6 separate regions of the Mus musculus genome follow, and regions 2, 3, 4, 5 and 6 are each linked to region 1. The links are chromatin contacts, called in public Hi-C, HiCAR-type and promoter capture Hi-C maps. All regions are on one chromosome and are shown on one strand. The core of a region is the stretch at or near the end of the contact, and the rest is flanking DNA. Distances in the headings are between cores, read along the strand shown.

What was found. Promoter capture Hi-C pulls out the DNA fragments that hold promoters and counts their contacts. A called contact is a pair of places that touch in the nucleus more often than the background predicts. HiCAR-type assays count read pairs that join an accessible place to other places.
Region 2: a HiCAR-type map of astrocytes shows a contact between it and region 1, with 4 times the contacts expected there. The contact joins the promoter of Inpp5b here to the promoter of Akirin1 in region 1. A contact is called at or near these places in 5 of 39 promoter capture datasets (the 3T3-L1 cell line, 3T3-L1-derived adipocytes, embryonic stem cells and 2 more), 4 of 115 datasets of contacts at active chromatin or transcription factors (astrocytes, bone marrow-derived macrophages, embryonic brain and 1 more) and 1 of 9 other capture datasets (adipose tissue).
Region 3: a contact with region 1 is called in a HiCAR-type map of astrocytes, with 5 times the contacts expected there. The contact joins the promoter of Sf3a3 here to the promoter of Akirin1 in region 1. A contact is called at or near these places in 3 of 39 promoter capture datasets (cranial neural crest, frontonasal cranial neural crest and hippocampal neurons), 5 of 484 Hi-C or Micro-C datasets (B cells, CD8 T cells, cerebral cortex and 2 more) and 8 of 115 datasets of contacts at active chromatin or transcription factors (astrocytes, bone marrow-derived macrophages, cardiomyocytes and 5 more).
Region 4: a promoter capture Hi-C map of liver shows a contact between it and region 1, with 4 times the contacts expected there. The contact joins the promoter of Utp11 here to the promoter of Akirin1 in region 1. A contact is called at or near these places in 16 of 39 promoter capture datasets (the 3T3-L1 cell line, 3T3-L1-derived adipocytes, the C10 cell line and 10 more), 8 of 484 Hi-C or Micro-C datasets (B cells, CD4 T cells, CD8 T cells and 5 more), 13 of 115 datasets of contacts at active chromatin or transcription factors (the 230-238 cell line, the NIH/3T3 cell line, astrocytes and 9 more) and 3 of 9 other capture datasets (adipose tissue, embryonic stem cells and liver).
Region 5: a HiCAR-type map of astrocytes shows a contact between it and region 1, with 3 times the contacts expected there. The contact joins the promoter of Pou3f1 here to the promoter of Akirin1 in region 1. A contact is called at or near these places in 3 of 39 promoter capture datasets (cranial neural crest and liver), 1 of 484 Hi-C or Micro-C datasets (embryonic stem cells) and 3 of 115 datasets of contacts at active chromatin or transcription factors (astrocytes, bone marrow-derived macrophages and large pre-B cells).
Region 6: a Hi-C map of adipose-derived mesenchymal stem cells shows a contact between it and region 1, with 4 times the contacts expected there. The contact joins the promoter of 4933407E24Rik here to the promoter of Akirin1 in region 1.

The regions. Positions count from the first base shown.
Region 1 is chr4:123,747,874-123,752,144 of GRCm38.p6, forward strand. Akirin1 (akirin 1) reads right to left here and starts at 2,426. Exons shown (of 5, transcript NM_023423.3): 1 at 2,075-2,426. The coding sequence starts at 2,291.
Region 2 is chr4:124,739,647-124,743,917 of GRCm38.p6, forward strand. It overlaps Inpp5b (inositol polyphosphate-5-phosphatase B), which reads left to right and starts at 2,204. Exons shown (of 24, transcript NM_008385.4): 1 at 2,204-2,270; 2 at 2,818-2,944; 3 at 3,290-3,384; 4 at 3,990-4,087; 5 at 4,228-4,257. The coding sequence starts at 2,888. Gm12915 (predicted gene 12915) reads right to left here. Exons shown (of 4, transcript NR_151694.1): 3 at 2,128-2,275. Gm32117 (a long non-coding RNA gene) reads left to right here. Exons shown (of 2, transcript XR_376640.4): 2 at 1-459. Mir698 (microRNA 698) reads left to right here and starts at 4,135; the gene lies at 4,135-4,243.
Region 3 is chr4:124,712,478-124,716,748 of GRCm38.p6, forward strand. Sf3a3 (splicing factor 3a, subunit 3) reads left to right here and starts at 2,384. Exons shown (of 17, transcript NM_029157.3): 1 at 2,384-2,513; 2 at 2,792-2,839; 3 at 3,175-3,227; 4 at 3,333-3,438; 5 at 3,974-4,046. The coding sequence starts at 2,418.
Region 4 is chr4:124,691,530-124,695,800 of GRCm38.p6, forward strand. It overlaps Utp11 (UTP11 small subunit processome component), which reads right to left and starts at 2,025. Exons shown (of 8, transcript NM_026031.3): 1 at 1,911-2,025. The coding sequence starts at 1,973.
Region 5 is chr4:124,655,905-124,660,175 of GRCm38.p6, forward strand. It overlaps Pou3f1 (POU domain, class 3, transcription factor 1), which reads left to right and starts at 1,742. Exons shown (of 1, transcript NM_011141.2): 1 at 1,742-4,271. The coding sequence starts at 1,803. The coding sequence ends at 3,152. It overlaps Gm2164 (predicted gene 2164), which reads right to left and starts at 1,583. Exons shown (of 11, transcript NR_168006.1): 1 at 936-1,583.
Region 6 is chr4:124,566,834-124,571,104 of GRCm38.p6, forward strand. 4933407E24Rik (RIKEN cDNA 4933407E24 gene) reads left to right here and starts at 2,346. Exons shown (of 3, transcript NR_045819.1): 1 at 2,346-2,460; 2 at 4,180-4,271. All of the region lies in intron 1 of Gm2164 (predicted gene 2164), which reads right to left.

The sequences.
Region 1 (4,271 bases), core at 1,176-3,675:
AAACATTAAGTAATAGATTAATTCTTCATGTTTCTTTCATGACTGACAGAACCAAAATCTAATAAGCATTAAGAAACAAGGTTTGGGGGTGTATTTAATACATTAAAAAGTTAAAAAATATAACTGAGCTGGGCGTGGTGGCACACGTCTTTAATCCCAGCACTCGGGAGGCAGAGGCAGGTGGATTTCTGAGTTCGAGGCCAGCCTGGTCTACAGAGTGAGTTCCAGGACAGCCAGGGCTACACAGAGAAACCCTGTCTCGAAAAACCAAAAAAAGAAAAAAAAAAAAAAAAAGTAACTGAGCTCAGGGCATTTAGTTCCCCAGAGCAAACTGAGGTTCTGGTTTTCAGAGTCAGCATGCCCAACAACAAAGACGACCTCATTACAGGACTCTGCCATACTCAGTCTCTGAACACATTTTAAAATGATCACTAAACAACTGTGCTCAGCTGGACCACTACACAAATGGTATAGAAAATTAAGTACTGAGGAAATAAAATTTTTGTTTCAACAGACATTTATGCCTCTGCCTTTTTGAAATGGGGGTCTTCCTATGAGGCTCTGGCTGGTGTAGAATTTTTAGGTTCACTTGATCTTCCTGCCTCAGCCTTGCCTGCCCCTGCTTTTGGGGCCCTTCATAAAAACAAACAAGCAAAAAAAAAAAAAAAAAATCTTCCAACTGTTCAGTCATTCTGTGGGTGAGGCTATATATAACATTAAGTCACCAGGGAATTTAAATTGAAAAGATTGCATTGTGGGTCAGACTAGGTAATGGATGCAAGACTCTATTTAGAAATGATTCTTGGAATCAGCCGTGATGGGTTACAAGTCTGTAATTCCAGTCACTTGTGAGGCTGGGGCAGGAGGGCTGCTGAGTTCAAGACAGGCCTGGACCACACTGTGGGTTCCAGGCCAGTCTAGAGAGTGAGACACTGTCACAAAACAGCAAAGTGAAAGACTATTCAGATTAACAACCTCAAGGAAAAGATGGAGAAAGCAGGTCTAGTGGAAAGAGCAGAGCCACAGTTAAAGGAAATGGATGATACGACGACGTGAACACAGGTAAAGCTCGAGAGGACTGCTGGTGGCAGCAGTATCCTTGAGGGGCTAAGCACAGGAAGGAGGAAATGAAAACTAGAGGCACTAGAGACTGCAAGATGTAAGGGGGAAAAATGATTTAAAGGGACTGCAGGTTTTCCTAATGCTTGAGGAACAACAATAAGAAGAAAACAAAGAAACAACTTGGCCAAATCCACTTTTGAGGGATTATTTCTGGGATCCCTCTAATTTGCTGAATATGGGTGCTGAAGCGCGTTCCCTCCTCCTACTGCAATATGATAGGCATCTTTACTGCCCCATGAGTCCTTCTTTTTGCCTTGTCTAAAACGAAGTGCCTTACTCAAGTCGAGTCACTGTATTAGATATTTGAATTTTGAGTACAGAATCTCTGTATACTTAAGGATTCTCAAATACTAGCCAACCAACTACCCACTTCAAGCCATACCCGAAACAAGACAATAGCCACACGATAAAACAAGGTCAGTCCGTCTCTTAAGAAATAGTCTGGTTGAAATTGCATTCCATGGCTTCTGCTCCCTAAAGAATTCTAGAAATCAAGTCTTCCTAAAAGCACCTTGCGGCGCTACATACGCTCACGCCCCTTCCCCTCTATCCGTCTCCCGCCCCACTCATGGCTGGGTTCGTGAGCAGAATCCAATTTTCCATGGCCCACTGGATCTCCCGGGAGGTTCCGCACAAGCGGAGGCAGGAGGGGCTTCAGGGACACCAAGAGCCTTCGGCGGTCTGGGGTATCCCCACCTCATTTTGGTGCCCACCCCTCAGACTCTCCAGCTCCAGGAAACCCGAAAACCGACACTGTGGGGTCACTGCCCTTCCCGGATGTCTCTCGTCCCCGGAAGCAACCGGGCCCAGCAGCACCCCAGTTCCTTTTTCTCCCAAGGCCGATATGGGGTGCGGAGGTGATCTCGGCCGGTGTCCACGACCCCCGCACCCTCCCCGCCCCCCACGCCCGGGCCTGGCTTCCTGCCAAGTCCGCAGCAGCAGCGCAGGTTACCGGGAGTTGGAAGACGACGCTCGCTGCCGGGTGGGGCAGGCTGCTGGAGGCTCGCCGGCGGCGTCTGCATCTGAAGCGGCGGCGGCTCGGCGTCCGGGGGCCTGAGGCCCGGAGTGGGGCCGGGCAGAGGGGCGCAGCGTCGCCGCTTCGGGGAACCGGGGCTCAGCAGCGCCGCCTCGAACTCCATGGGCCGCTTCAGTGTCGCCCCGCACGCCATCCCGCGGAAGGGCCAGAGACCAGACGCAGACGCGGCAGCAAGGACTGCCCTGGATCCAACTCTTCAGCTACGGCTCCCAAGCCAAGCCGGCTCCAATGGCGCCTCCGGCACCCGGCAGCCGCGCTGGCCCCGCCTCCTGTGACGTCACGGGCGTGCGCCACCGCCCGGCAGAGGGGAAGAAGTCGGAAAAGGGCCGATCCGGGAGGCCCGCGAGCCTGGGCTCGGCCCATGGCGCCCCCTGCGGAAGAAGTAGGCCGGTCTGGGCGGAGAGCGTGGTCGCCTAGCAACACCCCCGCCCCCGCCCCTCCCAGGGCCCCCCCCTTCACGCTCTCTGCCGGAGTGGCCTGGGAGGTCTTTCGCACCTGCGCGGCAGGGGCCTCGGGGGCGGGGGATGGGAGAGACCCTGGGAGACCGGGGTTCCCTTGGCCGCGTGACCGATAAAAGAGGTGATTCTAAAGGGTTATCAAAGGATTTTGTCTTGAGTCCCAGGAAATCTTCACAAACATAACCGGGTTATCTAAGGATAGACTTTATTTAATCCACGAACCCTGTGCAATCATGGGCAAAATTGGAAGGGGAGGTGTGTTACAAATGAATGTATTTTGGGGATAGATGACCCGGCCATTAATCGGATCACTAAATGGATATGTGTTACGCAAAAAAGGATTAAAAGGAAAAAAAAAAAAACAAAAAACAATCCTACCAGAAAACTCACTGGCTTAAACTGTCTAACCAAGTGATACCAGGGTGTTAGGAACTTCCCCTGATAGCTGATTTGGCAGTTGGCTTCCTCATCCGACTTGGCAACTCAGACTGGTTCTTCCTCGGGTCAATCGAGATTCTCTGCCGTACTGTTGGCTGGAAAATGCTTTTGATATTCAGCAAATGAATAGAAAACAGGGAGGTTCTGCTTTAGGGAACTCTGGTTGTAATTTTCCTGGGGAGTAACTCCAGTGCTTTCAAATACATCAATAGAGTCATCAGAACAACACCTCCACATTCAAAGCCTTTCTGTAATTATTTGTATATTAGTGGCTGTGATTCCTGTAATCTGGCTTTAACATTATCTCTGTAACAGATTTTTCTAGAACAGTCCAAATTTTAGATACTCATTTCTAATTGCCAAGATGGCTGTCACAGTACTTCAACACACTTGGGGTTAGACAATAAAGGCATACTATCTCCAATCTTCCTCCTCCTTCTCCGCCTCTTCTTCCTTCTCCTCCTGTTCGTTTTGGTTGCTTTTCTCTGAGTCCTCTTCCGTTTCTACAAACTCTTTAAAGATCATAACATAGGTCATATACTTTCACATTTATTTCTGTAAAATATAAGACAGCACAGCATACCAAATTGCTGGTTTTCTGTTTGTTTTGCCATATTGGGATTCAAGCCTCCCTAGGCACATTACCCATGTTAAGTTTATTTTAGCACATTTATTGTCAATATAGATGTAACGTGGTTTAAACTAAAATCTAGAAATAAAACATTAGAGTTTTTTTTAAAAAAAAAAAACCTCACAATTATCTTGGTGGTAAATGACTGAATTTAAAATTCAGTTCTGAGCTTCTTGAAGGCTAAAGAAAAATGAAACCATAGTCATGATGAATAGGTGTTATCTGAATGGAACCAGTTCACCAGAGGACACAGACCATCATTTTGTGTATCACTTTAATTCCAAAGGTAGACTGTCATGACTTTATTAGGAAACAATGATGTAATAAAGCCTTTAAGACCGCTTGCATGGCTGTTTCTATGTTCAATAAAAGCCAAGGACATGAAAAGCCACTTCACGATGGTTATTTTTTAAGGGGACCTAAGAGCATCAAGTAAATTGTTTTCTTGTGGTATAAACAGATCCAAAGTGAACGATTAGAAGACTTGAAAAGTATGTCCCTTGGGTAGTCATTTTAAACACACCTCTCTTAGTAGGGTTTTGCTACGTGCTTTGGTAGTCACTCTGTGATCCTTTAAAACATTGAG
Region 2 (4,271 bases), core at 954-3,453, 990 kb after region 1:
TCGGTCTGTAAAGACCGCCTAGCCTCGCCCATTCCATCTCCCCAGCCCCTCCTCTCTAACGATCAGCTTTAAGGGGTTTTCCTGCCTTCCTTCAGTGACCTTCAGTGCCTTGATCTCTAACTAGTGCCCTTTCCCCTCATCCCCCATTTGACTTCAAAACTGCAGCCCAATCAACTTGAACTCCAGTTGTGCTGTGGATGTTTCTAGAAAGAGACAACCAGGAAGAGTCTGGGAGGAGTTTGCAACATGCAGGTTGAACTGGTTATCAGAGTTCAATTCAAAACAAAAAGGAGGGGGGCAGGTTAAAGGTTACAGGGGTGGGTGTGGGGTCAATGAGACAGTTTAGAGGTAAAAATCACTATGAGTTTGAGGCACATTTTGGGCCAGCCTGGGCTAACTAGTGAGTCCCTATCTCAAAACAACAGCAATAAAAAGTTACAGTGGCCATCCATTCTGCAACACTGGCCCAACTGCTTGCTTTTTTTTTTTTTTTTTTTTTTTTTTTGATTTTTCGAGACAGGGTTTCTCTGTATAGCCTTGGCTGTCCTGGAACTCACTTTGTAGACCAGGCTGGCCTCGAACTCAGAAATCCACCTGCCTCTGCCTTCCGAGTGCTGGGATTAAAGGCGTGCACCACCACGCCCGGCGAGAAGCAATCTTAAATCAGTAAAGCTAACTAATTGGGGTGAACATGTTCTGAGATGGAGATGTGGCTCAGTCATGGAGTGTTTGCTTGGCAGCTGTGAGGCCCTGGGTTCCGGTTCCTAGGCTCCATCCTCAGGACTGCTCAAAATAAATAAATGAAAGTCTCAGAGCCACTATACCAGAAACTGCACAGGAGTGTAAGGGCAAGATTCAGCCCAGTCCTCAGGGATCCAGCTTACCGAAATAGTCAGCAGTTGAGAAAAAACCAACCATTCTAGACTCTCTCGTCTGAGCTAGCTTCTTTTGTCCTGTCTTGAGTTATATATAGTCTTTTTTTTTTTTTTTTTTTTTTTTTTTTTCCGAGACAGGGTTTCTCTGTATAGCCCTGGCTGTCCTGGAACTCACTTTGTAGACCAGGCTGGCCTCGAACTCAGAAATCCGCCTGCCTCTGCCTCCCGAGTGCTGGGATTAAAGGAGTGTGCCACCATCCCCGGTTTAGCTATATATAGTCTTTACCTAGAAGGGAACAATGGAGTCTGGAAGAGAATAGTTCCTGTCAGGGTAAATGGCCAATAGAATGTGGCTAAGGGGCTTGAGGACAAAACCTGCTCAGGGCTGTCTATCTGGGCATTGCGGTGAGATGTCTCCTTAGTTAAGAGAACATATTGCTCTTTCTTGGGACCCAGTTCCCACCACACACATCAGGTGTCTCACAGCCTCCTGTCACCAGCCCCGAGGATCTGATGACCTCTGGCCTTCTTAGGTGAGCGTGCACACACACACACACACACACACACACACACACACACACACACACACGGTGCACATAAATTCATGCAAGCACACACACATACACACAAAAAATTAAAAACTAACAGATCTTTAAAGAAATAAAGAGCCAAGAGGGCCACATCGTCCTCCGCTGTTAAGAAGAGTCCTCCGCGCTGCCTGGTGGTTGTCATTACTGTGTCACAGATAAAGATGCCACACATTTCAAGTTCCATTGACAGAAAAGCTAGATAGGTCTTAAGAACATTTAGCAGTTCCTAGACGGGAAAATGACACAGGAATTGGAGTTGGACTTCCCTCTGGGCACCCAGCACTTATTGGCTACGGACTTTGTCAAACAGTTTTGTCTCTCTGTTCCTCCGTTTCTCCACCTGGCAAGTGGAGAAGGTGACATACATGAAGCCAGGGCACGGTAGTTATCTGGAAGTGTTTCAGAATAATAGAAAGCTGTCCCTTTCTGCATGTGAAGAGTTGAGGATGGACTTAACTTGAAAATAAAAGTTAACATCATTTTTTCCGTTAGGGTAACATGACCACTTCCTTCTGCCTTGGACATGGGCCTTGGCCCTTTGATTTAGTGGGCTGAGAAAGGCGTTCCTCACGCAGGCTTTCCAGAACTGGGACGCCCGAGTATGCTTGAATACAGACTGTAGATTCTAGATTTTTAAATAGAGTAAGGGCGGGGAGACCCACCTACTCGTCCATGTCCGACTCGGGCATGCTGGGACTTGCAGGCTGGCTGTCCGTCCTGTGACGCCAGGGCCGCTGGGAAATGTAGTCCTTAATCTGCCCTGGAACGGAGGTGTCCTGCAGGCCCACCGGTGACAGCTCGGGAGGTAGGCTGCAATGACAAGGATCTGAAATAAGTGCAGAGTGGGAGGGGGCTTGCAAGCTGGTTGCTGGGGCCCTTGTCCTGTGGGTGCCAGAATGGACACTCCTAACCTGCTGCTGATGCAACGGGGCCTGTTGGGTGGGGTGAGGGGCAAGGAGCAACGGGACACCCACAGGCTCCGAGGAAAGAGCAGCGGGGCTGGGTTATTTCTCCAGAATAAGACCCTCCTAGCTGAGACTGAGGCGAAGGCTGTCTCCCTACCCCTATTTGGACACACCACCAACCTTTCCCAGAGAAGAGCCAGATGGACCACAACTGCTCCCTGAAGAGGGCATCAGAGCTGTACCCAGAAGCAAGGAGACCAGAGAGCATACTGAACTCCACTGGGAACATCTGGGGCGACACCGAGCAAGGGGCAAAGGGGTAGAAACCCATTTTCTGGAAACGTTGAGAGACCCATTGTAGGAAAGACGGGGAAGGCCAGAAGGAGAAGAGAGATGACCAGGCTCTCTCTTTTCCCTCCACAAAGGCCCCTTTCTTCATCCCCACAGCCCCCCGAAGCAGCTCTAATACGGAATGGGAGGTTCCCACCTGCCCTACCCCAGGGTTTGACAGCTCAGCATGGACCAGTCTGTGGCAATCCAGGAGACCCTGGTTGAGGGGGAATACTGCGTCATCATATCCTTCCCAGTTGTAGGTTGCCATCCAGATCGTGCCTGCTTCAGCCTTGGGAGGTGGGATGGAGGGTGTGGAAAAATTTCTCTCGAAGCCATATGGGAAAAGGTAAACCAATATTTACCAAGTATTCACTTGGCTCTGGTCTCTCTACCAGGTGCTTTACATAGGTAGCTATTTTCTCAACCAGCTGCAAAGTTGGAGACTATTATACCCATTTTGCAGATGAGGAAAACTCAGAGAGGTGAAGTCGTTTGCCAGTGGGAGAGGGAAAGGCAGCGTGGTGGAGTGGGCCGGATGGGGAGTTTCGCCCTTTGGCTTTCAGTTTCCCTTCACTCTGAGCAGCAGGCAGTCCAAGGTGTGCTGTGTAAGGGAGATAGCCGGCAGAGCCGCCTGCTCGGGCTGGTGAGGTACCGGCTGGAAAATGACGCCCAGGAGCATGCGTAAGTAGGGCTCAGACTGCCTGTGTGGGCCATGGGTGGTTCTTCAGTATCCTCCAGCTGGACTTCAGTCATTCTGTCTGAGTCTCCTAGACTAATTAACACAATGATAGTGTTCTGGAACACCGTGTTCTAAGCCTTTAATAATCAGCAAGATGTGATGTGGAAGCTTTTAGAGGAGAGGCAGTTATATCAAACTTGGCCAGATTTTGAGTTTGTGTGAGTGCCCGAGTTTAAATCCGGATGCTGCAATCCTATGCAAATTGTTCTTCATAGCTCCATTTACCCAGAGTAAAGTACAGAGGGTTGAACTGGGAACGAGCGAGCACATGCACCAGGAAGCTGAGGCAGGACTGTCACAAATTCCAGGCCATCCTGGGCTACATTCTAAGCACAGCCTAGGCTACAGAGTGAGACCCTACCTCAAAAAGGGAAGGGATGGGGTTGAAGAGATGGTTGGAATGTGTACTGCTCTTGCATCACTGGACACTGTGCATGGAAAGGGCCTGAGCCATGCGTATGGCTAGGGCACTGCCAGCTAAGCACTAGGGACCCACAGGTGACCACAAGCACTCTAAGCTGGGCCTTCCACTCATTTCTGCCCTTAGTCTCTTCCTGTATACACACCGGAGGATGGCCATCACAGGAGACGATGTATCTCTGGACCAGATAGTGCCACTCTCAAAAGATTTTATGCTGGAAGAAGGTGCCAGTTGGGCCGGGTGGTATGCTCTCCTCTGGGTGGCCCCCAACTCATCTCTGCCCTCACTGTAAGGGAGGGTGGTGGCTATGTGGGTGGGACAGGGATGTTCAGTTGCTAAAGACATTCTCGTTTCCTTCCCTCAGTGTCCCCAGATGGTGAACTCTACATCCTTGGTGAGTAGCCCTTT
Region 3 (4,271 bases), core at 1,134-3,633, 960 kb after region 1:
TCCAGCCCTATTTTGTTTTTCTTAAAGACTTATGTTTATGTGTGTGACTGTTTTACCTGTGTATATGGATGTGCACCATGTGATGCTTGGTTCCTATGGAGGTCAGAAGAAGGCATCAGGTCCCCAGGAACTGGAGTCATGGATCATGGTAAGGTGACATGTGAGTGCTGAGAACCAGATATTCTTAGCCACTAAGCCATTACACCAGTCCCTTCCTTCTTTATGGAGTATGATGCTCTCATGGGTCCGTATAGCATTCCCTCACTGCTGAACAGTATTGTCTGACAACATGGTTATCCATTCACCCATGCATTGGGTGTGTATGTATGTAAAAGTGGATAGCGTGAGCAGCGTGGGGTGAGGGCGGGGCTGTTCATCCCTTGGATCTGGAGATACAAGTGGCTGTGAGCCACCGACTTGCATGCTGGGAACTGGATTCAGATCCTCTGGAAGAGCAGCAAACGCTCCTCACTGCTGAGCCAGCTCTCCAGTCCCAACTAATGGGCCCTTGGGTTATATAGAGATTTTGTGAATTGTGAATAACAGGAACACAGGGTCGGTGTTTTCCCTTCTCTGCCTAGAGTAGGAATGGAGTAGAGTCCCTTTTCTTTTTTCTTTTCTTTTTTGTTTTTTGGTTTTTTGAGACAGGGTTTCTCTGTATATCCCTGGCTGTCCTGGAACTCACTGCTGGGATTAAAGGCGTGCACCACGACCACCTGGCCAGAGTCCCTTGTGTTGATGCTGAAACCCAGTGCCTTGGAGTGTGTGTGTGTGTGTGTGTGTGTGTGTAAGTGTATGTGTATGTATGTTTGTGTGAATGTGTGTGTATATATGTGTGTGTGTATATATGTATGTGTGTGTATGTGTGTATATGTGTGTGTGAATGTGTGTGTGAATATGTGTGTGTATATATGTATGTGTGTGTATGTGTGTGTATATATATATGTGTGTGTGTATATATGTGTATATGTATGTGTGCATGTGTGTGTATATATGTATGTGTGTGTATGTGTGTGTGAATGTGTGTGTATGTATTGTATGTGTATGTATATATGTATGTGTGTATGTGTATGTTTGTATGTGTTTTGTTTGTTTGTTGTTTTGAGATAGAGTCTTATCACATAGCTCAGGCTGAACTTGAACTTGTTCTCCTCTTGCCTCCATCTCCTAAGCGCTAGGATCACGGGTGTGAGCCACTTTGCATTGCGCCGATGCCTCTTTCCTGGTGCATGCACTGTCACACACTTGTAATCCCAGCTCTCTATACTGATTCACTCTCTGCCCCTACTCTGTTTGTTTGTTTGTTTGTTTGTTTATGTTTCGTTTGGTTTGGTTTCATGAGACTGGATCTCTATGCAGCCCTGGCTGTCCTGGAACTCACTATGTAGACCAAACTGGCCTAGAACTCACAAAGATCTGTTTGCCTCCACCTTCTGCCTCTTCTGCCTCTGCTTCTTCCTCTTCCTCCTCTTTTAAGGAAAGGCAGTCTAGATTTCATTTTCTAAGCCATACAGTGGCTAGGTGTGGTGGCTCATACCTGTAATTCCAGCAAGTGGTAGGCGAAAAGCAGAAAAATAAAGAATTACATGGAATTGGGGCTGGTGAGATGGCTCAGTGGGTAAGAGCACCCGACTGCTCTTCTGAAGGTCGGAAGTTCAAATCCCAGCAACCACATGGTGGCTCACAACCACCCGTAATGAGATCCGATGCCCTCTTCTGGTGTGTCTGAAGACAGCTACAGTGTACTTTACATATAATAAATAAATAAATCTTTTAAAAAAAAAAGAATTACAGAGAATCAGAAGTTAACCTGTGCTGAACAGCAAGCATATCATTGCTTGAGTGTACCACGTTTTTCTTAAAGACTCCTCTGCCAATAAACAAAGGTTGTGTTCAAATATGTATGAGTTTTATTAAGAACAAACCCACCACCATCTCCACTTTACTGACAAACACACTAAAGTCCAGACAAGGGGAAAACATCACCAGAGGTCACACACTGAAAACTACTGCTGCTTCCAGTTCCCCTTTCCGTTCTGTATCCTTCAACTTATCCGTTCCTGCTAGTGTGTCCCTGCCGGCCCAGCTTTCTGCAGCAAGCCCCGGGCAAGCCAGCTGTCTCTCAACCTCAGCCTACAGGATTCTTGCAGGCTTCTTAGAGACAGCCAGCTTTCAACGCGGAGGCAGCGCTCCTTCAGACCCCCAGCCAGCAGGGGGAAGCGTAGCCACGGTCGCGGATAGCACCCGCTTGCTCTCTTCGTGGTGTTCCTTTTTTCTTGAGTCCCCCAAGACACTTCCGGGACACGCGGAACTTTGGTGCAGCCGGATGCTGCGCGCTGAGACGCTGGCTGAAAGGCGGCAGGCGGTGTTTCCGGCAGTGTTAGTGGTCCGCCTTGAAACGCCGTGGCCAAGGGAAAATGGAGACAATTTTAGAGCAGCAACGGCGCTATCATGAGGAGAAGGAACGGCTTATGGATGTTATGGCCAAAGAGATGCTTACGAAGAAGTCCACGGTGAGTGAGCCGTGGTCCGGGCCGCATCAGGAGGCGGGCCTGGGTCCTTTGCCGAGCCCTCGCGCTGTATTTGGCCTCGGAGCTTCTCTGCGCCCCATCCTCACCCTCCTCCTAAGCTGGCTCGGCACTCTGGCCTCGTTAACGTCCTCCGAGGGCCCCTCAATCTTCCTGCTTCAGCCCCTGGGACCTAAACCAATAAGCGCATCACCCCTCGGGTGCTCTTTCCAACTGCTAAACTCAAAGTAACAACGTATGTGTTACCGTTTGCCTTTCTGCAGCTTCGGGACCAGATCAATTCCGATCACCGCACTCGGGCCATGCAAGATGTGAGTGCGCCGCCGTCCGCTTCCCCTGGGGTCGGGCTGGGCGGGAAAAGTGCAGGCTGGGAAGGTTGAGTGGCCCTGCGTGATTTCTACCCCTGAGTTCTTAGACAAGCCCCTCTAGGGTACCTAATCAGATGTCCTATCTCTGCCTCCCAAGTGCTGGGATTAAAAGTGTATGCAACCACCTCGGGATCAAGCTGTCTCTTAAAAGTGGTGGAACTTTGAAGACCATGTATCTCATGAGTTTTCCTTGGGTTTTGCCAAGACATCCTTTCTTGTTTACTTAGCCCTGTGGTACAAATTTGCTTCATTCTGATGGCTTTGCGCTTCTGTTTCAGAGGTACATGGAGGTCAGTGGGAACCTGAGGGATTTGTATGATGATAAGGACGGGTAAGTGACGGTCACATCCCTTCTAACAATTAGTGCTTTTGAGGAGCCCTGGTGAGACCATGGGCTGTGTGCTTTATGCTCTTCGGGTTTGTTGATATCTTGCAGACTGCGGAAGGAGGAGCTCAATGCTATCTCAGGACCCAACGAGTTCGCTGAATTCTATAACAGACTCAAGCAGATAAAGGAATTCCATCGGAAGCACCCAAATGAGGTAAGGCCTCCCAACTTAGTGTCCTTAGACCTGGCCGTTAACAAAAGGGAAAGATGCAAAGGAAATGGAGCTATGCCATGTAGATGTCACTCCAAGAAAGAACGTGCCACTTCACTGCATGTTAAGTGACATCCTCTTGGCATCCCTCTGCAGTAAGAGAACACGGTGAAGCACTAGGGCTGCTTCACAAGAATGTCTCCTACTCAATATACTGTGCACCTAGCTCTGCCCTGAAATCTACCAACACAGTGGTGCTCTGTTCACTTGCAGAGGTCGTTACCCCTTCAGGATTCATGTCCAATGCCAGCTTTTTCGTAAAATATCTCTTGGACTGCCTCCTCCAAAGGAGCCCTTCCTTAGCATGCTGTGTTTTGTGCCAATCAATGTCTGCCCGGCTATGCAGCAAGGGAAGTGGAGAACACTAAGTAGGCAGCTCTGTACACTCAAGGTCAAAGCCAAAGCAAGTCTTAGAAGCCCAGGCCTGTGTGTGCCTGAGACATCGCCAGGCCCACCTGAACTCTTCTCCTTCCCTCAGATCTGTGTGCCAATGTCAGTGGAATTTGAGGAGCTGCTGAAGGCTCGAGAGAATCCAAGTGAAGAGGCACAAAGTAAGTAATGGTTACTGTTTCTTCCTGGGGCTTCAGGCCATTCTCAGCTATAGAGCTAGGACCTATGGCTTGGTTTTTTTTGTTTTGTTTTGTTTTTCAATCTGTTTTTATTTTGTCTGTGTGGGTAATTTGCCTGCATATATGTTTGTATACCGTGTGTGTGTGTGTGTGTGTGTGTGTGTGTGTGTGTGTGTGATGGCCTCAGGAAGCCAGGAGAGGGAATTG
Region 4 (4,271 bases), core at 775-3,274, 940 kb after region 1:
GCATTAGTCAGCTGCATGGTCTCTGAGATCGCGTCCTTTTCTTCAGGATCTGTAAAGCAGGTATCTCTACAGGCCCTTTGGCTGCGTATATGGGGTTTTGTCTCTTGTTGCCTGGGTTTCATTTTGTGTATATGAATGTGTACACGTGGGTGCACATGCCATGGCATACGTGGAGGACAGAGGACAACATCTTAAAGAGTCCACTCTCAAAAAAAAGGAAGCCATGAAATTGAAAGACCAAGCAGTGGTCCATGGGAGTGTTTATAGAGGTCGCAAAGGGAAAGATGAAACGTTGTAATGAAGCTATAATCTCAAAAAATAAAGAAGAAAAAAAAATAGTCCACTCTTTCCTTCCCCTTAGTGAATGAGTCCTGAGGGTCTGACTCAGGCTGCCAGGCTGTGCGGCAAGCACATCTGCTAGCTGCACCACTTTCCCAGCCTGTTTTGTTTTGTTGAGATCCTGTCTCATGGAGCCCAGAACATCCTAAAATCTGATGCGTTCCCTGAACTATTGATCCTCTTGCCTTTAAAAAGAAAAGAAAAATAATAATAAAAAATATTTGTTTGAGGAGTAAAAAGACGGCTTAACAGTTAAACACAGATTCTCCTCTTCCAGATCCCAGCACCCACGTCAGGATGTCGGACAAATCACAACCCTGGCCCAGGATGTGCTCCCACAAACACCCGCTCACACACTCACACTCAGTAATCTTTTAATTTAAAAAATGTTAGTGTGGCCGGGCAGTGGTGGCGGCGCACACCTTTAATCCCAGCACTTGGGAGGCAGAGACAGGCGGATTTCTGAGTTCGAGGCCAGCCTGGTCTACAAAGTGAGTTCCAGGACAGCCAGGGCTATACAGAGAAACCCTGTCTCGAAAAACCAAAAAAAAAAAAAAAAAAGTTAGTGTGTGTGTGAGAGAGAGAGAGATAAAGAATATGAATGAATGTGAGTGCAGGGCCTATGGAGGCCAGAGGGGGTGGTGGAATTCCTAGAGTGGAGTTAAAGCTATTTGTGAACCCACAATGTGAGTGCTAGGATTTGAACTCTGAGAGAGCAGCCGAGTACTCTTAACGGCTAAGCCCTCTCTCCAAGGCTTGTTAAAAGCTTGTTTGAACCAGTTATGATGTAATTTCTGAGAATGGCAAAGTGGATAAAGTGATTCTGCATACATCTTTATTTGTATTGCATATCCAAACCCTAACACATTCTCCTGAGTAAATCCACACCTATTTATTCTAACTAAATTAAGTGGGGGAACTCCCCACTTCCCTCCTTTTTTTCTTCTTACCAAGGACTACGCCTACTGCCCTTACTTGCTAGGCAAGCAGTTCACCATTGAGGCCTATGTCTAGAATTTTTTTAGATTTTTGAGTCAGGTCTAAGTGACCCAGACAGGCCCCGATTTTGGGATCCTTCTGCCTTGGCCTCTTGGGTAGATGCCATTATAGACCTGGGCTATGAGGTCCAGCAAAGTTTGTAAATGGTCAAGACATTCTCCAGAAGGGATAAGGAAAGTGCCACGATTTTAGGGGGAAGCATATGACAGATCTACACGAACCGCAAATCCCATGCCAAAAGTTGGGCCCAGTTTAGGAACACCCGGGCATGCGTCGGTTGTGAGGCGCCTACTGTCGCTGGTCACTCGGTTACATTCCTTTGACTTTGGTCTCAAGTTCCCAGGGAAAGGCCTCTAGCACACCCTGCCTCACTCAATTACCCACTGACCCTCTACCGTAGAGAATGACAATCCTCCTACCCTGTCCCTGGGTCTCCCCGACAAGGCACGCTGGGGTCAGGCCCCATGTGTTGGGTATTGACTGAAGGCAGATGCGCTGTCCCGTATCCGGATGCAGGGACAGCGAGGGGGCGGGGGCCACTGCAGGCGCCCCTGAGGCTTGCGAGGGCCTACCTGGCTTCGTTCTCGGTGTTCCCGCTGCCGGGTCTTGGCTGCCTTGCGAAAAGCCGCCGACATGCCTACTGAGGTCTAGGAAATGCTCAGCAAACTCCACCACCACGACAGCACTACCCACCCCGCCGCGTCCGCCAAGACACCGGAAGCAGGCCCAAGACGCGGCTTGCAATGCAGCCTATCAGAAGCCTGCTTTACCGGAAATACAGCCCCTCTCAAGCGGCCTGAATCGGAGGGTTCTGGGAGATGTAGTTTCCAAAGCTAGAGTCTTGGGATTCTTTCACAGCTCTCGGTTCGCAGAGAACGTCCACTGGTCCAGAGACCTAGACTTCGCTCCAGGCCGCACGTTGGCATCTGGGAACACATGGCTGGCACTGCTCTCTGGCTACGCTCGGCTTGCGTGTGCGCATGTGCTGTCACCTGAGACTTGGTGTGGGTTAAGATTCTAAGTAGAACTAGAACGTGGCTCACACCTTTAACCCCAGCTCTCTGGAGGTAGAAGCTGGCAATTTTCTGTAAGTTCAAGGCTAACCTGGTCTTACATAGTGATTGCCAGGCCAGCCAGGGCTACATAGTAAAATAAATCGCAGTCTAAAAACAAAACAAAAACAAACAAACCAAAAACTAGAAATAATGTGAATCTTACAGTATACTAGAAAGAGTACTTTAAAACCATATTTGGCTCCTCAGCTGACTTCTGGCTGCGTGGCTCTGAGCTGATTGCTTGACTTTAAAGAGCATCATTTTTCTCACCCATAAAACGAACATAATAATAGCAGACTGGTCTTGCTCATAGGAGTATCAAGGGCTCTGAGTGGCAGAACTGTATCTATAAGCAGAGTAGAAAAGAATCATCTAATAGCAATAAAGTTCCGAGTCCTTCACAGCCATCAAAGTTGTGCGTCTAGCTGGCCGACTTAACATAAGGTAGTTAATGTGATGGATAGAGAGCCGCGAACTGTGGAGGGAGTGTTCTGGTGCCAGCTCTGCTCTTAACCAAGGAAAGTTAGTTTTGCTGAGGCTTGGTATCCACATCTAGTTGTAAAATAATAAAATAATACTATACCCTCAGGATTTTGAGGTTTAAAAGACATATGTTTTCAGTGCTTAATGTTGGGTTTACTTGTTAGCAGGTTCACAATAAAATTGATTTGTTTCTGTTTTTGTTTTGTTTTGTTTTGTTAGTTTGTTTTATTGGGGTTGACTTAGTCTGATTAGGTTTGATGTTTTGAGGCAGTGTCTAGCTATGTAGGCCTGGCTGCACTGACACTCATAGATCAAGCTGGCCTCAGATTCACAGTGATCTCTTGCGTCTGCAAAGAGCTGGGATTACAAGTGTGTGACAGTGTGCCCAGCCATCCTGTTATTTTTGTCACCACTAAAGCTACCTTTAAGTAGCACAAGAGAGAGTTGGACCCAGCCAAGCATCACAGCAATGTTTGGGTTTGTTTGTGCTCTCCCCCCCCCCATGCCTGCCACCCTCCACCCCCACCCCCACCCCACCCCCGTATGTTTTCATCTGTTGGCATTTGGAATCTTTTCCACTATGGGAGACTAATCTTCAGCCAGCTCCTTGTTGTTTTTGTTTTATTGAGACAGGATGTCACAATGTAGTCCTAGCTGTCCTAGAAGTCACAATGTAGACCAGGCTGGCCTCGAATTCACAGACATCCACTTGCCAAGTGCTGGGATTAAAGACATGTACCACGACACAGGCTTCCAGACTCTTTAATTGCATCCATTTTACCTGACCCTGGTAAAGTCTCTCCTACTGAAGAACACATGGAAGCCCTCTTCAGAGAGTCCAGGGGACAAGTGGATATGAAAAAGGTCACAGTACAAAAAGTCTCTTTCCTGCCTCTACACTTGATCTTTTTTTGCCCAGTTAGGTCCACATGTGTGAGGGAAAACTCTGTTTGGTTTGTCATCCTTGGAAACAAGCTACTTCATCATCTAGTCTGGTACTACCTTCCTAGCCACATCTCAAGAAGCTTAGCTATCTGATAGAATGACCGGATGGTAGCTGTATCCACTCCTGCCTTGTCCCCTGAAGAAGTATTAGTGACCAGCTGCATCTGGGGAAGCCATCGTTGTACCCTGGAGGTGGGGGACTCTAGAGATAACCCTAGATTGGCATTGTACAACTACCACCTATTAGCTTGGCATTAGGGCCACATCGTAAACATCTTTGTAAACCAGTTCGTATGTTTTTTTTTTTCAAGACTAAAAAAATGGGTGATAACGACCACACACGGGACACACACAGCTTTTAGCCATGTGCGCTCTCTGCTTCCCTGCCATGCTCCGCCTGTCACTCATTTTTTCCCTCTGTTACACCCTCGTGGGCTTGAGAGCACAAAG
Region 5 (4,271 bases), core at 492-2,991, 910 kb after region 1:
AATAGTCAGACAACCCTGGCCTCTTCTTCCATTAGCAGGTGCTTAACTTGGGACATTCAGGGCTCAGAGGACAGGGTAACTCTTGTCACTGTCAACTCTGTCGCAGCCACTCTTAGATGATCTCCACAGCAGCTGCCTTTAGAGCCCTTGTCTGTCTCTGTCTCTCTCTCTCTCTCTCTCTCTCTCTCTCTCTCTCTCTCTCTCTCTCTCTCGTCTTCAAATACATAGGCTTCATTCTACAGTCCTGAGTAGATTCCTGTCCAGTGAGGTCCTAGCTAGGTCCCCAGCTCGGCACCCAGAAATCTTTGAATCACTTTGAAGCAGAAGAAGGTCTAGCAGTGTACAGAAGCCCAGCAGAGGAATAGGCAGAAGTACGGAGGCATGCAGACTGAGGAAGCACACACCAGCTCCAACTGAGGCCCCCTCCACTCAGGATCCTTAGGAGAGACACAAAACAAGGACAGGGATGAAGAAGTTGGCCGCATCCCACTGTCCACTTCTCCAACAAGGACACCTCGAACTCAATTCCCTATCAGACAAGTCCGAGTTGACTCCACGGGAGGCTAGACAGCTGCCAGCTGCCAGCTGCCAGCCTGCACATTGGATTTCCGAGGTGCCCAACTGTCCTTCCCTAAGTCAGTCCACAAATCCTATTCTGCAAGTTTCCGGGCGGCATAACCCCAGCACAACCAGCGCTGCCGACAGACCACCGGTTCCAGCTGGGAGGAAAACAACACGAAAAGGCTACAGCAGCGCAGGACAGGGCCCAGTGTCCATTCCCCACCCACTGGTGGCGCTTTCTCTGGAACCAGTCTCCACCCCGAGGTTCTCTCATTCCAGAACCCTGGAGCCCAACTGGTTCCTGGAGCTTGCATCTCCGCGTACAGGCTCAGCGGCTCACTGTCCTGGCTCAGCACTGCCCACGCGGTACTCACCTGGCCTCGGTGCCCAGGGAAAGGAAGGCGAGCCGGCGAGAGGCGTGAAGCCCAAGCCGATCCGAATCTGTCCGTGCCTGCTGCACTTTCAGGACTGCAGAGGTCCAGCTAGTTGTGGCGCTGAGTCTAGAGGGAGTAGAGGGAAAACCAAGACCTTGGGAGAACGCGATGCGACCTGGCAGCCGCAGGAGGCGAGGCCCCGGAGGTTAGCAGCCGCGCGGTACCGAGCCGGGAAGCCACGCAGCTTCGCTCTCGCTGCAGCCCAGACTCGCGGGATCCTGGCCCGCAGGCAGAGGCGCAGCGCAGGGAAGAGTGCGGGGCTGAGTCTCTGCTCGGAACCCGAGCGCCTCCCGGAGCCCGCAATCCCCCGCCCGCCCCAGTGGGATGCAGGCGGAAATTGAGCTTGTGTGGAACGTGGGGACCGACCGGGCTCCGAGTCTCCCGCGCTGCGGTGAGAGCGGGGCCCACGCAGCCGGGACCGGAGGGGGTGCGGTCCCAGTGCCACCCCCGCGCCACTCCCCACGTGGCGGCCGCGCCCCCGGGGCGTGAATGTGTACGCGGGCGGTGGTGGTGGGGGTCATGAATGAAGCCCCAGCGGCCAATCAGCACTGCCGGCGCGCGGGACCCCGGGAGCGAGACCCAATAGCGAGCTCCGGGTTGCAGGCCCCGGCGGCGGGCGGGCACGGGGGGAGGAGGCCGGGGCCGGGAGGCGGGAGGCGGCTCCGCGGGCAGCCAATGGGCGGCGGGCGGGGTGGGGCTCCGGAGCGCCCAGCGGGTCCGGGCTTTAAGCCGGCGGAGCGCGGCGGCGGGGCCCGCAGACGGAGCGAGGCGGCGGCGGCGGCGGGGCGGCGCAGGGCGCGGGGCGGCATGGCCACCACCGCGCAGTATCTGCCGCGGGGCCCCGGCGGCGGAGCTGGGGGCACAGGGCCGCTCATGCATCCCGATGCCGCCGCGGCGGCGGCAGCGGCGGCCGAGCGGCTGCACGCGGGGGCCGCGTACCGCGAAGTGCAGAAGCTGATGCACCACGAGTGGCTGGGCGCGGGCGCGGGCCACCCCGTGGGCCTAGCGCACCCTCAATGGCTACCCACGGGAGGAGGCGGCGGCGGCGACTGGGCGGGCGGCCCGCACCTGGAACACGGCAAGGCAGGCGGTGGCGGTACCGGCCGAGCTGACGACGGCGGCGGTGGCGGCGGTTTCCACGCCCGCCTGGTGCACCAAGGGGCGGCCCACGCGGGCGCGGCATGGGCACAAGGCGGCACAGCGCACCACTTGGGCCCCGCCATGTCGCCGTCGCCCGGGGCCGGCGGGGGTCACCAGCCCCAGCCGCTCGGGCTGTACGCTCAGGCGGCCTACCCCGGTGGCGGCGGCGGCGGCCTGGCCGGGATGCTGGCGGCGGGAGGCGGCGGCGCGGGACCCGGCCTGCACCACGCACTGCACGAGGACGGCCACGAGGCACAGCTGGAGCCGTCGCCACCACCGCACCTGGGCGCACACGGACACGCACACGGACATGCACACGCGGGCGGCCTGCACGCGGCGGCGGCGCACCTGCACCCGGGCGCGGGCGGTGGTGGCTCGTCGGTGGGCGAGCACTCGGACGAGGATGCTCCCAGCTCCGACGACCTGGAGCAGTTCGCCAAGCAGTTCAAGCAACGACGCATCAAGCTGGGCTTCACCCAGGCCGACGTGGGACTGGCGCTGGGCACCCTCTACGGTAACGTGTTCTCGCAGACCACCATCTGCCGTTTCGAGGCCCTGCAGCTGAGCTTCAAGAACATGTGCAAGCTCAAGCCGCTGCTCAACAAGTGGCTGGAGGAGACCGACTCGTCCAGCGGCAGCCCCACCAACCTGGACAAGATCGCGGCGCAGGGCCGCAAGCGCAAGAAGCGCACGTCCATCGAGGTGGGTGTCAAAGGCGCGCTCGAGAGCCACTTTCTCAAGTGTCCCAAGCCGTCTGCGCACGAGATCACCGGCCTGGCCGACAGCCTGCAACTGGAGAAGGAGGTGGTGCGTGTCTGGTTCTGCAACCGGCGGCAGAAGGAGAAGCGCATGACCCCCGCGGCCGGCGCGGGCCACCCGCCCATGGACGACGTTTATGCGCCTGGGGAGCTGGGGCCTGGCGGGGGCAGCGCGTCGCCACCTTCTGCGCCCCCGCCACCCCCGCCGGCCGCGCTGCACCACCACCACCACCACACACTGCCCGGCTCTGTGCAGTGACCCTGCGGACTGGGTTCCCCGCCGGCGCAGCGGTGCCTCCGGCGCGCAGTTAGCGCGCGCGGCCTGGACTCTTTTTGTTGTTTATTCGGTTTTGCTTTGGATTTTACAAAAAGGAAAAAAAAAAAAAAAAAAAAAAGCTCAGAAACTTTTAAACAAAACCAAACACCCGGGACCGACCCCTCTCTCCAGCGAGCGGCGAAAGGCGGCCGAGAGGCTGTGTCGCCCGAGTCCCGGGAGAGAGCAGCGGAAGATCCAGAATGCGCCAACTCACTCTGGGCGCCCTGTGCCCACTGCCTGCTCCCTATCCCCATCCCCTCGACGACCCCCGCCCCTGCCCCTGGGCTGTTCGGGGCCGGATCCCGGCAGCGGCCTCCCCACAGCGAAAGGTAACGCGGTGCGGGGTTAGGGATTCCCCGGGAGAATGGACGAAGAGAGGAGAGTCCCCAGCAGCTCTCCCGGGCGCGGACTCCCTGTAGCCTGCAGGTCACGGGTGGGGGCTGTCACTTTATTCTTTCCGCGCCTCTTCTCTCGCACCTGGACGCGCCCCACCCCCTCACCTTTTCTCCGGGCTTGGTTTTTTACGGTTTTTATTTATTCGTGGAGCCTCTCGGCTCCTGGGGTCCTTCTAACTCCGCCCGCGCCCTTAATTTAAATCGCTGTATGCTGTATTTATCGGGGCCCCAGAGGGGAGGCCGCGAGAGCCGCATCTGTGTATAAAAGCAGGAAATAGCCAAAGCTTTAATCTAGCCTAATTTATTTTCCCTTTCTCTTCCCCTCTCCTCCTTCAAGAACGCAAAACAAAAACAAAAAAAAAAAAACTAACAAAAAAATTTTTTTTGAGTGTTCATTTTTCGTTTCGTTTTACCCGAGCCCTCGGCTCGGTTCCTGGCCTAGCAGAGAGGGTCTGCGCTCCCACGCACACCCGGGTGGGAAGGGGCATCTCCACCCGCAAGACCGAGCACGCATCGCGGGCCACTGCTTCCCCGCCGGGCCTTGCCCCTCCTGGCCTTAACGAACGAAACTTGGAAAAGTTGGAACTATTTTTTAACTAGCTGTAGAAATAAACCCGTTCCCCCCAAGAACCTTGCGCCTGTTTCCCTACCGCTTCCCCCTGCTCTC
Region 6 (4,271 bases), core at 1,096-3,595, 820 kb after region 1:
TCATGCAAGAGCTATAGGAGGAGGAGAAGCAGGAGGGAAGATGAGCCTCTGGGTCATTCTAATTCTCCAGAATGAGTGGCTACTCAAGGAAACAGTGCCTAAGATAAGTTGTCTTTTAGAAGCACAGCTTTGCCAGGCATGGTAGAGGCACACACCTCTAATGTCGGCACTCAAGAGGCAAAAGCTGGAAGATCTCTGTGAGTTCGAAGCCAGCCTGGTGGTCTATGTAGTGAGTTCCAAACCAGCCAGGACTACAAAGGGAGACCCTGTCTCAAAACAAAGAGAGTCTACATCTTTGAACACTGCTTGTATTTGCACTGCTTGCATATGTGATAATGTATACAGACACATGTACACACACACACACACACACACACACACAGAGAGAGAGAGAGAGAGAGAGAGAGAGAGAGAGAGAGAGAGAGAGAGAGAGATGCACACAGTTTTCCCAGAGCAAGAACTCCAGCTATCTGCTGCTAATAAGCAGATCTCTGTCTGAAACCACGTCTTCCTGCTCACCTGTTGACCACGAGTGCACCAGCTGGAGTCCGAGCTCCACGTTCAAGTCTATGCAGACTCCTGGGAGCAAGAGTGATGTCACCAACAGCAACCAACCTTCACTGAGCACCAGCTAGCTACATTTACAAGTTTGCTCATTCCTCCTTCTAACCCATGAGACAGGTGCCTCTATTTACCCATTTCCCAGAGAAGGAAGCAAAGGTTCCAAGGAGCTAGACCTGTCTGTGGTTTGTGCAACTGGTTGGTGTCAGAACTGGAACCAAGATTCCAGTTAGGGTGGTGATTGAGGCAAATAAGGACACTGAGGATTGAACCAGCAGCTGACACAGTGGCACATGCCTTTAGACCCAGCACTCAGGAGGATATCTGAATTTGAGGTCAGCTTGGTCTACAAAGCAAATGCCAGAATAGGCAAGGCTGTTATACAGAGAACCCTGTCTTTAAAAAAAAAAACAGAGAGAGAGAGACAGAGAGAGACACAGAGGCACAGAGACAGAGAGAGACAGAGACACAGAGAGACATAGAGAGAATATTGAACTGGCTCATTCGTTCATTCATTCATTCATTCAGGAAACATTTATGGAGGACCTACTGTCCCAAGCACTTGAGAAACCTCATGCAGCTGTAGCCACAAACAGCCGTTCCCTCGTGTAACTCCCTATAGAGCGGGAAAGAAAAAGAAATAATGAATATAATATGTCAATACTCATTTGTATATTTTAAGTGTATAATGGATTCTCTGGTCTGCCCCAGTTCCCCACTTTGGAACTGAGACTCCTCTCCCTTGTTATGGGAGTGTTGATGGATGGCCATTCAGCAGTCTCTCTGCAAAACTGCTCTGAAAAGGGAGCTGCTTCACCTACGGCTACTCCCTTCCCTAGGAGAGCCTTCATCCCATGTCTGCTCAGTAGAGAATCACAAATGTCCATGCCCTGTCTTAATGCCTGGCCACTTTGAAAGCTCCCCTGGATCCCAGGTCCCTGGACATCAGCTCCAGCCTTTGCTGTGACTGCATCAGATGGCAGCCCTTCCTCTGTCCTGGGCTGCTTCCTTCACAGGTCTGAGAGCCTTTCCCAGTACACTCCCTCCAAGGGAAATTCTCTACCACAGTCTCTTTCTCTGTGTGTTCAACCTGCTTTGGGAAGGGTATCTTCTAGGGGAGGGAGAGGACGGCAAGAAAAGAAGCAAAAATCAGCAGAGGAAGAAGGATCAGAGGGCAGGGCCCCAAAAGGCAGCAGGCTGTGAAATCAAAGAAGATACTTGAGACAACCTCATTAAGAAGTGATATTTGAGCAAAGACTTGAAGGTGGTTGTAAGGGAGTTACCCACGTGGAAACTAGGTGAGATGGGATGACACAGAACAGTGCACATAAGAACTTGCTGGCCACTATAAGGTCCTCTGGAGGACCTGGTCTGAAATGAACCCTCCCCAGACTTCTATAGAGACCAAGAGCAGAAGCAGAGCCATCTGCCTGGAAGTCACTGCAGAGAGCCAGCTGAGGAGGATGTACCAGGGTGGCAGTGACCGGTGACAAAGGGGGCTCAGAGGTACGCTTTTAAAGTGCAGCCAGCATGTTTGGCCAACGACTGGGTGCAGGAAGTGAAGAGAACACAGGACCCAAGAATAACCATGACCTTTTCTTGTCCTGAGATGGAAGGTCTCACCAAGACCTCAGACAAGGAAAAACCCACTGGAGAAGGTTCAGAGGAGACCTGATGTGAACGCTGTTGTAGTTGAAATTGACAGTCACACCCATAGCACAGGATGGCTACCCAGCTGAGGCACAAAGGCTAGAGTTCCAAATGGGAATGACAGTTGGGGGTCAGGAGGACAGTGGAAGTGGGCACAGGGACCCAGCTCTATATTTCCATCCCATGCTGTCCCAAGACTCACAACAAGTTCCTGTGACCTCTCAAACTATGCGAGGGGCCGGCAAACACGTGAGCAGAGAAGGTTCTGTGTGAAAAGTGTCCAAGTGGACATTTGTGACTGAGATGAGGGCTCAAATGCTATGTCCCTGCATATGGAGGTGGGGTGTGTGTGTGCCTGTCTGTCTGTCTGTCTTTCTGTCCATATGTCCATAAAGATCCAGCACCTTGCAATGTAAATACGGAGATGATGCCAGCCCAGAGCCTGGTACCTAGAGGTCTCCCATTGTTATGGAATGTGTAGAGTAAGCAATTAGCTGCTGTTGGCATTTAAAACATCAACAAACGCTCCTTGCCTGCCCTGAACCACACGGGTCCCCTTAAAGCCTTGTACAAATGACTCTTGAACATGAAGGTGCCTGCAACTCCCAAGTGCCCGGCTCTTCCCTGCTGTGTCTGGCCAAGTGGGGGAACTCCTGTCACTGCTCAGGAGGGCGGAGAGTTAACTCTCCTTTTGCCATTAAACATAATCAGGGAGAAATCTGTGTGAAGCTTGGCGCTCTGGCCGGTAAGTGATTCCCCCAGAACAACAGATAAAAGCCCGGCACTAAAGTGCAGCCAGAAACGATGTGTAATTGCCATGAAAGAATCTTTGAATCTACACGCTGCTTTTAACTTGGGAGGCTTAAATTACAATTAATAGTTCCCTTGTAGAAGGGGGGGAATGCAGAAGTGGGGGTGGGGGAATAGAGGAATTCAAGGCCCTTGAGCTCAGAGCCCCAGGCTCCATCTAAGCGCTTCAGTGTTGGGGGGTGGCTAAATAGTAGAGAGAGAGGAGAAAACTAAAAGTATAGCTTTCTTGGGGTCTCAGGAACCCTGATCGGTTATATTTCTTACAAGCTCTAAACATACTGCTTTCTGAAGAAGCTCCTGGGTACTTCTGAGTGGTGGAGCCCCTCCCAACAGTATCCTGCAATGTTGCAAATAGCCAGAACCCACTGCCCCCATTTTGCAGATGGGGAAACTAAGGAGACCCCCCCTGGAGTATAGCTAGTCTACCTGCAATTTCCCAAACTAGAAATGTTCTGGGAGCTCTTTCCTCCCACGATATCCTAGGGTAAACATGTTCAGAGATGGAAGGGTGTCTGTCTGCTTCCATATCATAGTATGAACTCAGCCCACTTGCTTGCTGGCCGGTCCTTTTTTTAAGCACCTAACCAATGAGCCAGATTTGGGGTTGGGGGTGTGTAGCTCAGTGATAAGGCACGTGCCTAACATCTGTAAGGGCCTAGATTCCAACACCAATACTACAAAAATATAATGAAAATAAAAGAGGATAGTAAGTACCAGGTAGTGATACATGCCTTTAATCCCAGCACTCAAGAGGCAGAGGCAGGCAGATCTCTTGAGTTCAAGGCCAGTCTTGTCTACTACAGAGTGAGTCCCAGGACAGCCAGGGCTACGAAGATAAATCCTGTCTCAAACACAGCCCACCAATAAAAGATGACAATAAGAATAATTTGCTGAGCCATACAGCCCTTCCCCTGCCCCAACACCCTCCTCCCAAGGCCTATTGTGCTCCCCTGAGGAAACCTTCAATGTCATCCTCAGACCTGGATCAATCCCCGATATCTTTGTCTGACTCAGTCTAGGTGTCCCCTTCTGTACTTTATCCCCTCCCCACCCCCTCTCTCTATTAACCCATTAGGCCCAAGGCTGTAGACAGCTTCCATGGAGGAGCTGCAGTTAGGCACAATCAGGGGCCAATGCTCTCCTTTATCTGTCCTCCAGGAACAGAGGGGTCTGGTCTTCCTAAGACACCACCAACACTGTGAGAAGGGGCCCAGAGGAGCGGCCACACCATTCCCGGAGCTTGCCGAGAG